Regions from separate parts of the Mus musculus genome. Here all the other regions are linked to region 2. The links are chromatin contacts, called in public capture Hi-C maps. All regions are on one chromosome and are shown on one strand. The core of a region is the stretch at or near the end of the contact, and the rest is flanking DNA. Distances in the headings are between cores, read along the strand shown.

Region 1 (4,234 bases), core at 908-3,407, 110 kb after region 2:
GTCAATAACTGATATCAGAAGCAGATTCTCTGAAACATTGACTCTAATCAAAGAGCTTGAAAATGAGGACATAAAATTCAAAACCAACCTCATGATCTCTTCACTGCCCAGTTTTGTTATGGTAACATACCCCTCACCATGAGAAGAAGACTTAAAAGGTCACCAATGAGTGCCACATGCTTGGACAGTGGACAGCCTCCTTATCTGTGATAACTGGAGTTTGATATCCTTACTTTCCACCAAGAAACAGGAAAGACCACTAGAACTCTACCATACTCACCTGGGCCTCCCCATGGACATTTACCATAGTCAACTCTGAACAGGGAAGGAGACAAGAAGGTGGTAACAATTTATAGAAAAAAAAATTGTTATGGCTAGAATGGCTCACACATTGGAACACTTGGTCACAGCTGGTGGCACTGCTCTGGAAAGTTCTCAAACCTTTAGGAGGAGGGGCCTACTTGGTGGACATCAGCCACTAGAGATGGGTTCCACCTAAGCTATCTGTTTCTTGGTCTGTCCAGATGTAGAGAGCTACCTCCTCCTGTTCCTGCCACTGTGAATGATGCTACTCCATGGGCCATGTCTTTGCCACCATGCTGGACTGGAAGCCATGACTCAAACCCTCCTCACTCAAGTGCCTTCTGTCAAGCATTTTGTCACTGGATAAGAAAAATCAGTTATAAGTTGTCCCCTGGATCAAGGATGGCACAGAGTTGAAAGGCAGCAGGGACAGGTTGAGAAAAGGAGCAGTGGAAGGGGAACTAGATGGAGAAGTTTGTGGGAGGGAGGCAGGGGAAGCCATTGGGAAGAGAGGGACGTAGAGATGAGACACACTGACTTGGGAAAGCCCAGTTGTCTCTCTCCTTGCCTCTCACCTTCTTCAGCATAGCACCTCCAGTCTAGCCTAGCCAGCTTAGTCTCTAACCTTCTGCCTTCTAACTCTCTGAACAGTATACTCCACTTCTTCACATAACATCAGACTTGCCACTTTACAAGTTTACAGTAAGACAACTTTTAATTGTAAAGTTTTAAAGGATTACATGACTTTTCATTCTGATTCAAAATGTCAGCCCAACCTCACACTGTCCATGCCCCAGATTTACCTCATTAATATAGTAGTTTGTTCAGTGATGATAAAATATTCTTGTGCAGCTGTCTCCAGAAGTTTTCATCTGATAAGACTGAGGCTCACTCTCCATTAAACAACACTCTCTAGACCACTGCCAGACTCTGGCAACCATTCTACCTTAGAACTCAACCAATCACTATTTGTCCTTCTTTAACAAACTCTATCTATCTATCTATCTATCTATCTATCTATCTATCTATCTATCTATCTATCTATCTATCTATCTATTATCTATCTTTCCATAATATCTTCATGCTTTGCCCATTTTGCAATATCAGAATTCCTTTCCTTTTGCAAGGCTAACCGTGGTGGTTTGAATGGGAACTGTTCCCCCTACAGGCTCGGGCATTTGGACACTTGGTCCTCAATTGGTGGCACTGTTTGGAGGGGTTTAGAAGGTGTAGCCTTTCTGGAAGAAGTCACTGGAAGTAGGCTTTGAGAGTTTATAGTTTCACCTGGCTTCCCCATCTATTTCTTGCCTGTGATTGAGGATATGAGTTCTCAGCTTCCTGCTCTAGTCACTATGTCTGCCTGCTGCCATGTCTGCCCACCATGATGGAATCTTATTACCCTTTGGGAACCAGAAACCAAATGAACTCTTCTATCTATAAGTTGCCTGATATGGTGTTTTATCGCGGCAACAGGAAAGTTGCTAACACATTTACAAACACTCTACTGAATAGAAACTCACCTCACTCTCCTCTTGTTTATCCACTCATCCATCACTAGATACTAGGCTAGCTCCACCTTTTTTTGAGATTGTGAATAATAAAGTTGTATGTGGAGGGTGAGGAATTGAACAACCTCTTTCATCAGGCATAGTACTGTCTCTCCTTGAAATAATTTTTAAACTCATTTCTTTACTAAACAGGTCACCCTGAGAATTTTTTTAATGATGATAAATATTTGTTGTGCTGATTTCCCAGTCCACTCGATACCCTATCGCTGACTTAGCCAATGTCTGCAGGCATCCAGGCTAGTGACTGCTTGGGATTCATTACAGCCTCATGACTCAGACCAGTGACTCATCCTTCTGTCAAGAAAGTGTTAACTGGACAAAAAGAATTTGACTCACACAAGTTCTTGGTCTGAGTCATGAAGACAAACCTCACCAGTGATTTCACACTTGTTATATTTAGACTTTTATGACTCGATTCCATTTTATTTTACTTTATTCTACTTATACACACCACACACACACACATTCACACACACAGATATACACATACATATGTGTCTCTGTGTTGTTTTACACACACAAAGACACACACATATTTATACACAGAGAGGGTGTTTTCTGTAATTTTCAAGCTGAAGTCAAATTGTCTGAACTTTCAAGATTTTCCTGCTCATTGTATACACACACAAAGCCTATTATCAGTCTAATGAAGTGGGCTGAGCTTCTGAGGAAAGGGGAAGGCTAATTAAAACCAAGGATGGTTTTATATGCACCCTCAGGTCTGTTTTGAAGAAAATCTCATCTCAGAGCAAATTGGCCATCAAGAATTAGGGAAGTAAAGATCAGCTGATGGAGCATTGATAATGGAAGGTTTACAGTCCTATGTCCTTAACATACGTACCAAGACACGGCCATCGCATCAGCTCTCATATAGAGAATGAAACACAAGACTGAGACATTCCTTTTTTGGCATAACTATCATTAGGAGTCTATGCCCATCCTGAATTCTGGCCAAACTGGTGTCCTGACCCAACCTAAGCACATAAGAACATTCTCCATTCCAATGTTTTTCTACTACATCCTTCCAACCAGTTAAGTTCCCTCCAAGCCTTCCTTGACACTCCTTGACAAGATTCCTCCAGTCCCTGCCTCCTTTCTTATGGCTCCCAGCTGAAGCAAAGAGTTTATTAGGATTTATCACCCTGACATATCATTCTCACACTCTGCTCCAAACACACACACGTACATACACACACACACACACACACACACACACACACAGACTTCCACATATATACTAGAGAATAGTATGGGCTCCATCAAACTCTAGCACCAGTCATGACAAGGTCATATAAAATATTTCCTGTTTTTTTCAACCTGACTTGAACCATCTGGCAGGATCTCACATCCTCAGCCACACTGTTTGTGCCACACTGTCGCTATCTGCATTGTAAGTAATCAGTGATATTGCCTGCCTGCCTCAGGCCCAAGGGACATCTGGAAGAGGACCAGACAGGGACACAGAAGGACAAGGAAAGATTCTCAGGAGAATAAAATAAGAACATTGCATGTTTAAACCTTGTGCACATCTTATGCACTGGCTTCAGAACAAGGGTGAGAACAAAAGCCGGTTCTTTTGATAGAAGTCAAATTACCAAGCCAGACAGAAAAACAAACTCACGGATATCTGTCAATCAAACCAGGCCATAATTGCTATGTGAGCCTGCTTTTATTATTATTATTGTTTGTATCTGGAGAGTTGAGGTCATATATTAACACATTAATTGAAATTTTGGTCATAATTATCATGTATTAAGCTGTTGATTACATGGTTGCATTTTGAATTTTTTAATTGGTTTGTTTCAATTGATAAAAGGTAATTTGTTTGGGGAAGATGCTTCAAGTTATGTATTTAATTATCATTGAATAGATAATTAATATAGAGTAGCAATAGTAAACAATGGCTATGGTAATTATCAGGGAATACACACATTTATACAAATAGGACAAATGAATGTTCTCTCTCAGGTTGCTTTGGTCTTGCTCTGTGCTGTGGTGCTGGCCCACAGACTTCACAGACCTAATTAGTGACATCTCTGTCTCATTCACTTCCTCTGATTTGAAGGAGCTAGAAAGCTCTGAGGACAATGAACATCCTAAGAGCTGCATCATAGCTGCCATCCCCTTTTGCAGACAGCTCAGAGCGTGTTCCTGCATCCTCTGTCTATGCTCAGAATTCCCATAGTACTTGATAGATTTTTTTTTTTTTTTTGGTATGTATGCCTGTGTGTGCACACACATATGTGTGGTGTGCCAAAGATCCCATCAGGTGCCTTTCTACTTCCAACCTTGATTTTGAGACAGGGTCTCTCACTGATCCTAGAACTCACCATATGAGGCAGGTTGGCTAGCAAACTCCCAGA
Region 2 (4,173 bases), core at 45-2,544:
TGCTTTTCACTGTTACTTTGTTTCTTTACTTGGTTCACTGAGTGATGGTTCAGTGAGTGATGCTGGCTTCTTAGGACTTTGCTGCCTAGGCTCTCAGCCTGAGTCCAGTGCTAGCTTAAAACACGAGCCACCTCATCCCTTGAAACTGTTTTTTGTCAGTGTTTTGACACAAGGATGAGGACAGTAACAATGTATCATTCTGAGATATGTATCCAGTGTGGGACAAGGCAATCCAGCTATTGGCATAGGCGTCACCTCACATGCTTACTATGACTAGTTCTCAGATGCTAAAGATGATAACCCATTGCCACCAGACAAGCCCTGTGAACAGTTCCTAGTGCAGAAACGCTATGTAAATCAATTGGCTGTCTTACCAAAGTAAGTATTTTTTAAAGACAAATACTTGGACATATATGCTCGTTAGCTTTGTTATGCTATGAGAGACTGACATAAGACTTGGCGGTGCTGCCATCTTAAGTTTGCCAGAATAAACATCATCAGAATAATTTCACAGAGCTCAAAACTCTGATTTAAGGCACTGCCCTAATTTCTCCCAATATAATCTGTTGCTGTCATTATAAAAAACCACAGTCTCACGCAATGAGGTAATACTTCCTTATTTAGAAAAGCTACTGGATGATTCATAATCATTGTGGTGGTGATACACTTTCAATTACATGGGGAGAAAAAAAAAACCCTCAAATCCCTTTTAATTCCACCTCCCTTAACCCTGAAGGATATTTCGTCCAGATCTCACCCGCTGATACAACCCAGATGAAAAAGAGATCCTTTCTTTATTACTTACGGGGAGCTGTAAATCAAATGGGGACCTCCACGGGGGTGGGGATAAAGGGGGAGAAGGAGGAATGGTTCATTTGCTTATTAGGTTTCCATAAAAAAACATTAAGAATAACAGGCGGTTTCAGTGTGCCCCAGCCGAAGCCTTGAATCAGTTGCTTCTGAAACATGAAAGACTTCTCTTATGGACAAACTGCAATCACCCTAACTTTCTGTAGTCTCATGCACATGCATGCGGCCCTGACCGATGAGACGTTATTAATAAAGGAAGAGATGAGTATGAATTAAAGCAAGCCCCGCTTAATCACATTAATCCACAGCAAGTCAAAGGCTTCAATTTTCTAAATAATTTTGGGCTTAATGCCTCGGAGCTGGGCAGCCTGCTCCATTGAGGAAGCAGCTGGTCCAATTTGAGCTCCATTGTGAGGTTAGAATTGTCCGGTCTTCACAGCCACACGGAAGCCTGACAGTTTTCAGGACGCGACCAGAAGTACAGAGACAAAGGAAATTGCAAGACATTGAAAGGGTCCTGAACAATGACAGGGCGGCCCTCTGCAGGGTGGATTATATATGATTACCAAACTCACTGCCGGCATGGGTGGCGTGCTCTCTCAGGCCCCTGCAGCTGCTGCAGGATGCACACTCGAAGGCCCACTACCGAGGCTTACAGACTAGGAACAGGCAGGCTCGAAGGCAACGGCGCAGTAACTGCAGGACAGCCGCCTCCCTCTGCCCATTTCCCCCACACTCAGCAGCATAATGGTCATCGGGCCGCTACTGCAGGATTTCTTGTGGCCAGCATGCACACATTATATGATACTCACATGTCTGAGCAGTAAAAGGGGACTTCCTCCCCAAGTGGGACTGTAGTATTCATAAGCAAGATGGCTGGCTGCCTTTGTGACAAATGTAGGTTAGAACAAGCTGTGCGTTAAGATGTGTAACCGGCTGTAGGTACCAGGGCGGTAGGTGTGTGTTCTTGCTTTCTTCAGACTCAAACCACCACTCACAGCCTTGTGTTTCAGAGCTTAGAAACTAGAGTGGAGCAGCTCTGTATTCCCCACACAGCCCCCCAAATGGGGGTGCAGTGGACCTAAGGGGGAACACCATAGATGCAGAGGCAGAAGCTCAGCTCCATCTTCAGTTAGCTGTGACTGGTGTCAGCGCTGGGAGTGACTTCACCTTTGGCCAAAGAGAACCATTTTCTACCATATCCTTTCTGCTGTAGGACTCTTATCTCCCAGAGCTCCCAAGTGTCAGAAAAGAAAGCATATTCAGACTAGGACAGTAAAACCATTACTAGCCCTTTCCAAGTAGGTTTGTGCTAAGGAAATAAGTCCTGGCCTGCTGGAACAAAAGACACATGTTCTTGCCTGGACTCTTCTTTAGACAGCTGTCCATGTCAGTCCCCCAACTCAGAGACAATGGTGCAGAATTACCTTGCAGTCCTTCGTTTCCTGTATAACATGCATGTGTTCTCATTGAGATGCTTGGCTAGACACAGTTATCGTCAATTTCTTTACTTTCATGGCTTGACCTTTTAGCATGTAATGAGAAACTTTTAGAAAAAGGATGCCAATCTATAGAAGTGAGAAAATGAAAAATCAAATTCTAATATTTAAGCAGAATGAAAATTATGGATTTGTATATAATGCCTTTGGTTAGTTCAATTAACATGATAGCTCTTGAAAGCCAATTAATAAATATATCCAAATAACATTAATTTTAACTGAATGAAATTACTTTGCTGAATCTTAAAGCATGGATTGATGGATGGATGGACAGATGGATAAATAGGTGGATAGGTAGGAGGATATAAGGATGTATGGATGAATGGCTAGCAGATGGACAGATGGATGGGTGAACAGATGGATAGGCAGATGGATAAAGGGTGGCTGGGTAACTGGCTGGAAATGGATAGACAGCCATCAGATGGTTGGACAGACAGATGGATGGATAGATGAATGCATCGATAGATGAATGGATGCATAGATGGATGGATGGATGGACGGATGGATGGATGGATGAACAATACACATAAGCAAATGGTGGCATAGGTAGTCAGATATACAGGCTTCTTACCACAAGTAACTAAGAGAAGTTCACAGCTTCTCCAAATTAAAATTGACCTTGGAGGTTGTGGAGCTTGATCACCCCTCCAGTCCCAAGGCTTGACAACAAGAGTCACCCTGGATTCTGCACCATGATTCTTGGGAAGGAGGTTAGAGATATTCAGACAAACACATTTAAAATCCTCCTGGCTAACACATTCACAAAGGAACTCACACAATATGTACTCACTGATAAGTGGATATTAGCCCAAAACCTAAGATACCCAAGATATAAGATACAATTTCCTAAACACATGAAACTCAAGAAAAATGAAGACTGAAGTGTGAACACTATGCCCCTCCTTAGAAGTGGGAACAAAACACCCTTGGAAGGAGTTACAGAGACAAAGTTTGGAGCTGAGATAAAAGGATGGACCATGTAGACACTAGCATATCCGGGGATCCATCCCATAATCAGCTTCCAAATGCTGACACCATTGCATACACTAGCAAGATTATGCTGAAAGGACCCTGATATAGCTGTCTCTTGTCAGAGTATGCCTGGGCCTAGCAAACATAGAAGTGGATGCTCACAGTCGGCTATTGGATGGATCACATGGCCCCCAATGAAGGAGCTAGAGAAAGTACCAAAGAAGCTAAAGGGATCTGCAACCCTATAGGTGGAACAACATTATGAACTAACCAGTACCCCGGAGCTCTTGACTCTAGCTGCATATGCATCAAAAGATGGCCTAGTCGGCCATCACTGGAAAGAGAGGCCCATTGGACACGCAAACTTTATATGCCCCAGTACAGGGGAACGCCAGGGCCATAAAAGGGGAGTGGGTGGGTAGGGGAGAGGGGGTGGGTGGCTATGGGGGACTTTTGGTATAGCATTGCAAATGTAAATGAGCGAAATACCTAATAAAAAATGGAAAAAAAAATAAATAAAATCCTCCTGGCACACGGAAGGCAACTCCCTACCCTCTTTCTCTAGTGTTATTCCCTCAAACAATGATAGCAAATCCCTGCCCCTTGCATGGCTCTTCTAGTACTAAAAACCTGCTGCCATGCACCCCTCTTCCACCACACAGAGCCAAGCCTTTGATAACAACAGCACATTAGATGCCTTTTGGACTTGGGAGGAAACCCAGTCTGTAACTCAGAGTCCCTCAGGCTTCAGAGCCACCCTTGTATTGATGCTCTCTGATAATGGAGCTGGCCTTATGAATGGTCTCTTGATGTTATGGCTTGGAGAATGTCAGTATTTAAGCATGGAGGAATCTGAGAGGAAGAAGGTTTTCTTCTGGTTCTGGGGGCTTCC
Region 3 (4,228 bases), core at 1,540-4,039, 67 kb after region 2:
TGTCCAGAATTAATCTGTTTGCTGGTTAGTATCTTTCTTCACTGATACATGGTTAAGGGCCCCTAGCCCATAATATGGTGCTGCTCACAATGGGCTAGGTCTTCCTACTTCCATTAACAATCAAGACAAGCCCACGTAGACATGCACACATGACAATCCTATCCAGGAGATTCCCACTTCCATTAACAAGCCTCATAGACATGCCCTTGTGACAATCTTATCCAGGAGATTCCTTCCTCAATCGAGCATCCCTTCTCAAGTAAGTCTAGGCTGTGTTGAGCTGGCAGTTCAAACTAACCAGTACTGCTTCTAAGCAATGACCCCTGATGACGAACATTCTCACTGGGCCTGAAATGAAAAGAAAAGTCTACTGACTTCCCAGAACAATAGTCTCCCAAACTCTTACCCTAACTCTTTGCCGCTCCTTCTCTGGATCATACATTCAAGGCATCTGCTGGAAGTAAGTAGGGTTCCCATGTATCTCCCAAGATCTAATATTGGACCAGTCATCTTTAGTGGAGGGTTCTCTCCAGAATACGGACCAGATCCTGCCTTGAGTCCCCTCCACATCATAAGGACAGTTTTATGTCACTCAGATGTAGAGCAGGGACTCTAGGGAAGGAGAGTGAACAGTCTCTAGCTAAGCAGGCCCATGGAGTCCTGTCTGCTTTGGCCATTCTGTTTTTACAGTTTGGGGACACAGCAATTGGGTAAAGGTTAACAACAACAGCAACAAGAACTAAGTTATGACGTTCTAAGATAGAAGGTTATATAATCATTTCAAAGGATTATCATATGTGTTTTTTCTATGGCCTCAGGAAGTGAAAGGAATAGGGATGAGAGAACAGGCTACAAGAGCCGTGCTCGGTAAGGAAAAGACAAAGACAGATAAATGACAACAGGACAACGGCTGCTGCCATGTGCTAGGTTGTGGGGGGTTTTAGTCAACTAAAAATAAAAGGGAAAAATTTTAAATTAGTATTTTAAAAAATAATCAAATTGTTTTCTTCTGGGCTCAATCTGGTATAGAGCTCCAGAGAAGGCAGCAGGTTTCTCTGTATGACAGTCACCAGCAGGCCAGTGTGCTGCCCGCCCCTCCTGTCAGGACTCACCAAGCCCTTCCCGTCGATGATCCAGTCACCGTGAACTCAGTCTTGCCCTGAGGGACAAGAGCTCAGCTGCTCAGGGACTTGCAATGGAGGCAGCTGTGTGGCCAGGCTATTTGTTTCTGTCTGATGGAGGCCGAGACATTGCTCCGGACTGGAGCAGGGCTGATGAGTTCATTAGTTCAGAAACTGAAGAGGCAGACGTGTGCAGGAAGGATGAGGAAGGTTGACACGGGGGGTGGGGAGCAGATCGGCCCTGGCATGCATGGCGCAGCGGAGGAACCCATCCTCTAGCCAAGCAAACTGGGAAGCTTATGGGTTGCTGGTTCTCTGCCAGGCTCTGTGCTTCATGTCAGTGACACAAGAGAAAGATGAAGTGTCTTCCCTGTCATCACCCTTCATCAGTTCGCGCAGCCATCCCCCTCCTCAGGACTGCTGGTCATATCCATGAGCCCCAGCTCTTGCACCAGGGCAGGCTGGTGCTCTTAAAGCTCCCTGCTCTGCTGCAGCCCCCAGGGCACCCGAGCTCCCGGGCTCACCACATCACCCCAAGAAATGCATTTCATCATCATCCCTTTCAGCTAGAGCATTTCATGTTGGGGATACTTTTAATAATCACCACACTGAAGCACTGCAGCTGACTTCTGCACTTGGGAGTGCACACGTTGTAGGATGGAAATTTCCTGACTTCATGAAATCTCTCCCCATTAACACAAGTAATTCCTAATGACTATCAAAATCAGATCGCCTTGGAGTAGGGGAGATAGTTTAGTTAGGAAAGCACCTGCCCTCCAAGCACAAGGCTCTGAGTTCAAATGGTCAGCATTTATATAAAGAAGCAAGCAAGCATGGTTGCACTCATCGGTAACACCAGTGCTGAGGAGGGGGGACAGGAAATCCTTGGAACACAATGGCCAGCCAGTCTAGTCAATCAGTGAATGGCAGGTTCTCTGACAGAGTCTGTCTCAAATGGCAATGTGGAAACCAATAGAAGAACATACCTATGTCATCATCTAGCCTCTACATGCACATGTGTGTGGCACATGTGCACACATGCTGCAAACTCACAGGCACCCACATATCCAATATTACATACATTGAAAAACAGATAATCTTGAGAGTATAAACTGCATTTAAAATTAAGCTACCTTATGGATTAAGATCTGTGTTTCAGCCAAAGGATTCAGTGAGATCCTTGTAAATGGAACAGTTGAAAATGCCAGCATACAGGAGTAAGTCAAGACCAGTCCCTTCCATACTAACATGTCTCAGTGTTTTATGACTTCTAAAGCACAATGTAGATTTTAATATGCATGGTAAACAGAAAAATCATACTTCTAATATTGTTTTGAAAAATATTTGTCTTCTAAGAGTGGTAGGGTCTGGGCTTTGCTGGTTCACATTGCTTTATGGCCCTGGTATATGGCTGATGCAAAGCTATTCACTTTCTCCCTGATAGTTGTTAGAGAGATCAGTTTGGGCATATTAAAATAACAGCTTCACAGCACAGTCGAGTCCTTGGAATGTAATTAAGGTGCATAGACCTCAGAGGCATCTTCTCCGCCAATCACCAGCCATATTATTTCCTGGGAGCCTAACCCAGCGCTTCCTGTGCACACTGAAGTCAGCTGCCACTAACGGTTGCACACAGCACTGTGCAGAGCAGGCAGTTCACAGTTCACTGACAGCCCAGAGCACTCTGCTGATCTTTTCTTTCTTCTCTGTGAACCTGTCAGCAGCCCAAGCAGGTAGCTACACTCTCGCTTGATGGCACATGGGTTGCATGGAGGTGGCACATGATGCTGTCAGCTGTCAGTCAGCAGCTGAGCAGGAGTGGCCGGGCGACTCCCCGCTCCCACCCCTTCCTCTCTGACAGTGATAAATGGTCAGCCTGGTACTCAGCTAAGCCAGAGGGGCCCAGTCTTCCCCATGCAATCTGTTCCGGCGGATAGCCCCTTCCCTACAGCGTCTCTGGCAGTATCAGGCAGCATTATACTTAGGTCTGGGCCGGAGAGGACCTCGTTGGCTCTGTGGCTGCTACTCTCCCATAGAAAAGGAATTTTGGCATGATTTTGTGCACAGACTATAGCGGTACAAACCTCATAGTAAACTCATCTGTGTTCATTCTCCTTTCACACAGGGAATAAAGCAGACACAACTAAAACAATGTGATTTTAAGAAAGACAAATTGTGGTGGTCTGAACTCAGTAGTGGCTTTGTACAGGATGGCCTCTGTTAAATGAAGAGGCACCGGGCTTCTGAAGTCATTGTCTGTTTCAGGAGATCATAAAGGAAGAAAAGACTCTAAGAATAAAGAGGTGGGACACTGGCAAGGTTCAGCACAGACTGGATCTGCAAGATAAGATACTGTTCCTTTGCTTATGGATAAGTATTAAATGCAGGGTTCATATAGAAAAAAGAGCATCAGCGGCATTCTGTTATAGAAAAAAAAAACAAAACAACCCTGTGAGATAAGAAGGCACCCTCATATGGAACAAGGGAGGGGAAGTATAGGAGAGTATGTATGACACACTGAGGTTTGCTTAAAAAACACACAACACACATGCACACGTGTGGGTGTACACACACACACACACACACACACGTATATGCACGCATGCATACACATGTACACGTGCAACAAACCATCCTATTAGTTTGGGGCTCTGTTCTTGGTGATATATTTCCTTTTTGGAAATACAAATACCAAACATTTCAACTGTTCACAGTTATCACCATGGTAAACACCATGTAGCCCTGGAGCCTGTTCCTAAGCTGAAAGCTGTTGAACTACTCGGGGCTCACAGACTGTACCCAGCCTTGTGACAAAGTCCCCAGATGACCCCCTTCTGAATCACAAAAGCAATTCTGCAAACAACTTTGAAACGGCAAGGGGTTGAGAACACCCTAAGAGACCTCAAGAAAAGAGGGGTGCTGTGTTTCCCCTTGAAAACTGTTGTGTGGCCTCCAGAGCATGTTTAAAAGAAGGAAATATTTTTAAAACACCAATCTCTCCAAATTCAAGACAGGACTTGGAGATGATTAAAAGCAAAACTGGAAATGTCTCTGGGTTTCTCTCTCTTTTATTTTAGGGGAGAACAGAGGGAGAACACGGTGCCTGT

The links. Capture Hi-C pulls out chosen DNA fragments and counts their contacts.
Region 1: a contact with region 2 is called in a capture Hi-C map of bone marrow-derived macrophages, with 7 times the contacts expected there. The contact joins two enhancer-like sites. A contact is called at or near these places in 3 of 484 Hi-C or Micro-C datasets (adipose-derived mesenchymal stem cells, cortical neurons and muscle stem cells), 3 of 115 datasets of contacts at active chromatin or transcription factors (double positive thymocytes, embryonic basal ganglia and fibro-adipogenic progenitors) and 1 of 9 other capture datasets (bone marrow-derived macrophages).
Region 3: a contact with region 2 is called in a capture Hi-C map of bone marrow-derived macrophages, with 5 times the contacts expected there. The contact joins two enhancer-like sites. A contact is called at or near these places in 6 of 484 Hi-C or Micro-C datasets (CD4 T cells, cerebral cortex, cortical neurons and 3 more), 2 of 115 datasets of contacts at active chromatin or transcription factors (PVALB interneurons and fibro-adipogenic progenitors) and 1 of 9 other capture datasets (bone marrow-derived macrophages).

Annotation. Positions count from the first base shown.
Region 1 is chr14:64,366,269-64,370,502 of GRCm38.p6, forward strand. The region is part of intron 1 of Msra (methionine sulfoxide reductase A); the gene reads right to left. Among named protein-coding and RNA genes, the nearest start is that of Gm52130, 38 kb to the right of the region's middle. Within about 2 kb of position 2,158, at least 58 of the 459 cell types and tissues checked have an H3K27ac peak or open chromatin away from gene starts, as enhancers often do. A contact at or near this core is called in bone marrow-derived macrophages and fibro-adipogenic progenitors, where this site is marked.
Region 2 is chr14:64,255,662-64,259,834 of GRCm38.p6, forward strand. The region is part of intron 3 of Msra (methionine sulfoxide reductase A); the gene reads right to left. Among named protein-coding and RNA genes, the nearest start is that of Gm41176, 2.8 kb to the right of the region's middle. Within about 2 kb of position 1,295, at least 33 of the 459 cell types and tissues checked have an H3K27ac peak or open chromatin away from gene starts, as enhancers often do. A contact at or near this core is called in PVALB interneurons, bone marrow-derived macrophages, cortical neurons and 1 more, where this site is marked.
Region 3 is chr14:64,320,967-64,325,194 of GRCm38.p6, forward strand. All of the region lies in intron 1 of Msra (methionine sulfoxide reductase A), which reads right to left. Among named protein-coding and RNA genes, the nearest start is that of Gm52131, 9.4 kb to the left of the region's middle. Within about 2 kb of position 2,790, at least 84 of the 459 cell types and tissues checked have an H3K27ac peak or open chromatin away from gene starts, as enhancers often do. A contact at or near this core is called in PVALB interneurons, bone marrow-derived macrophages and cortical neurons, where this site is marked.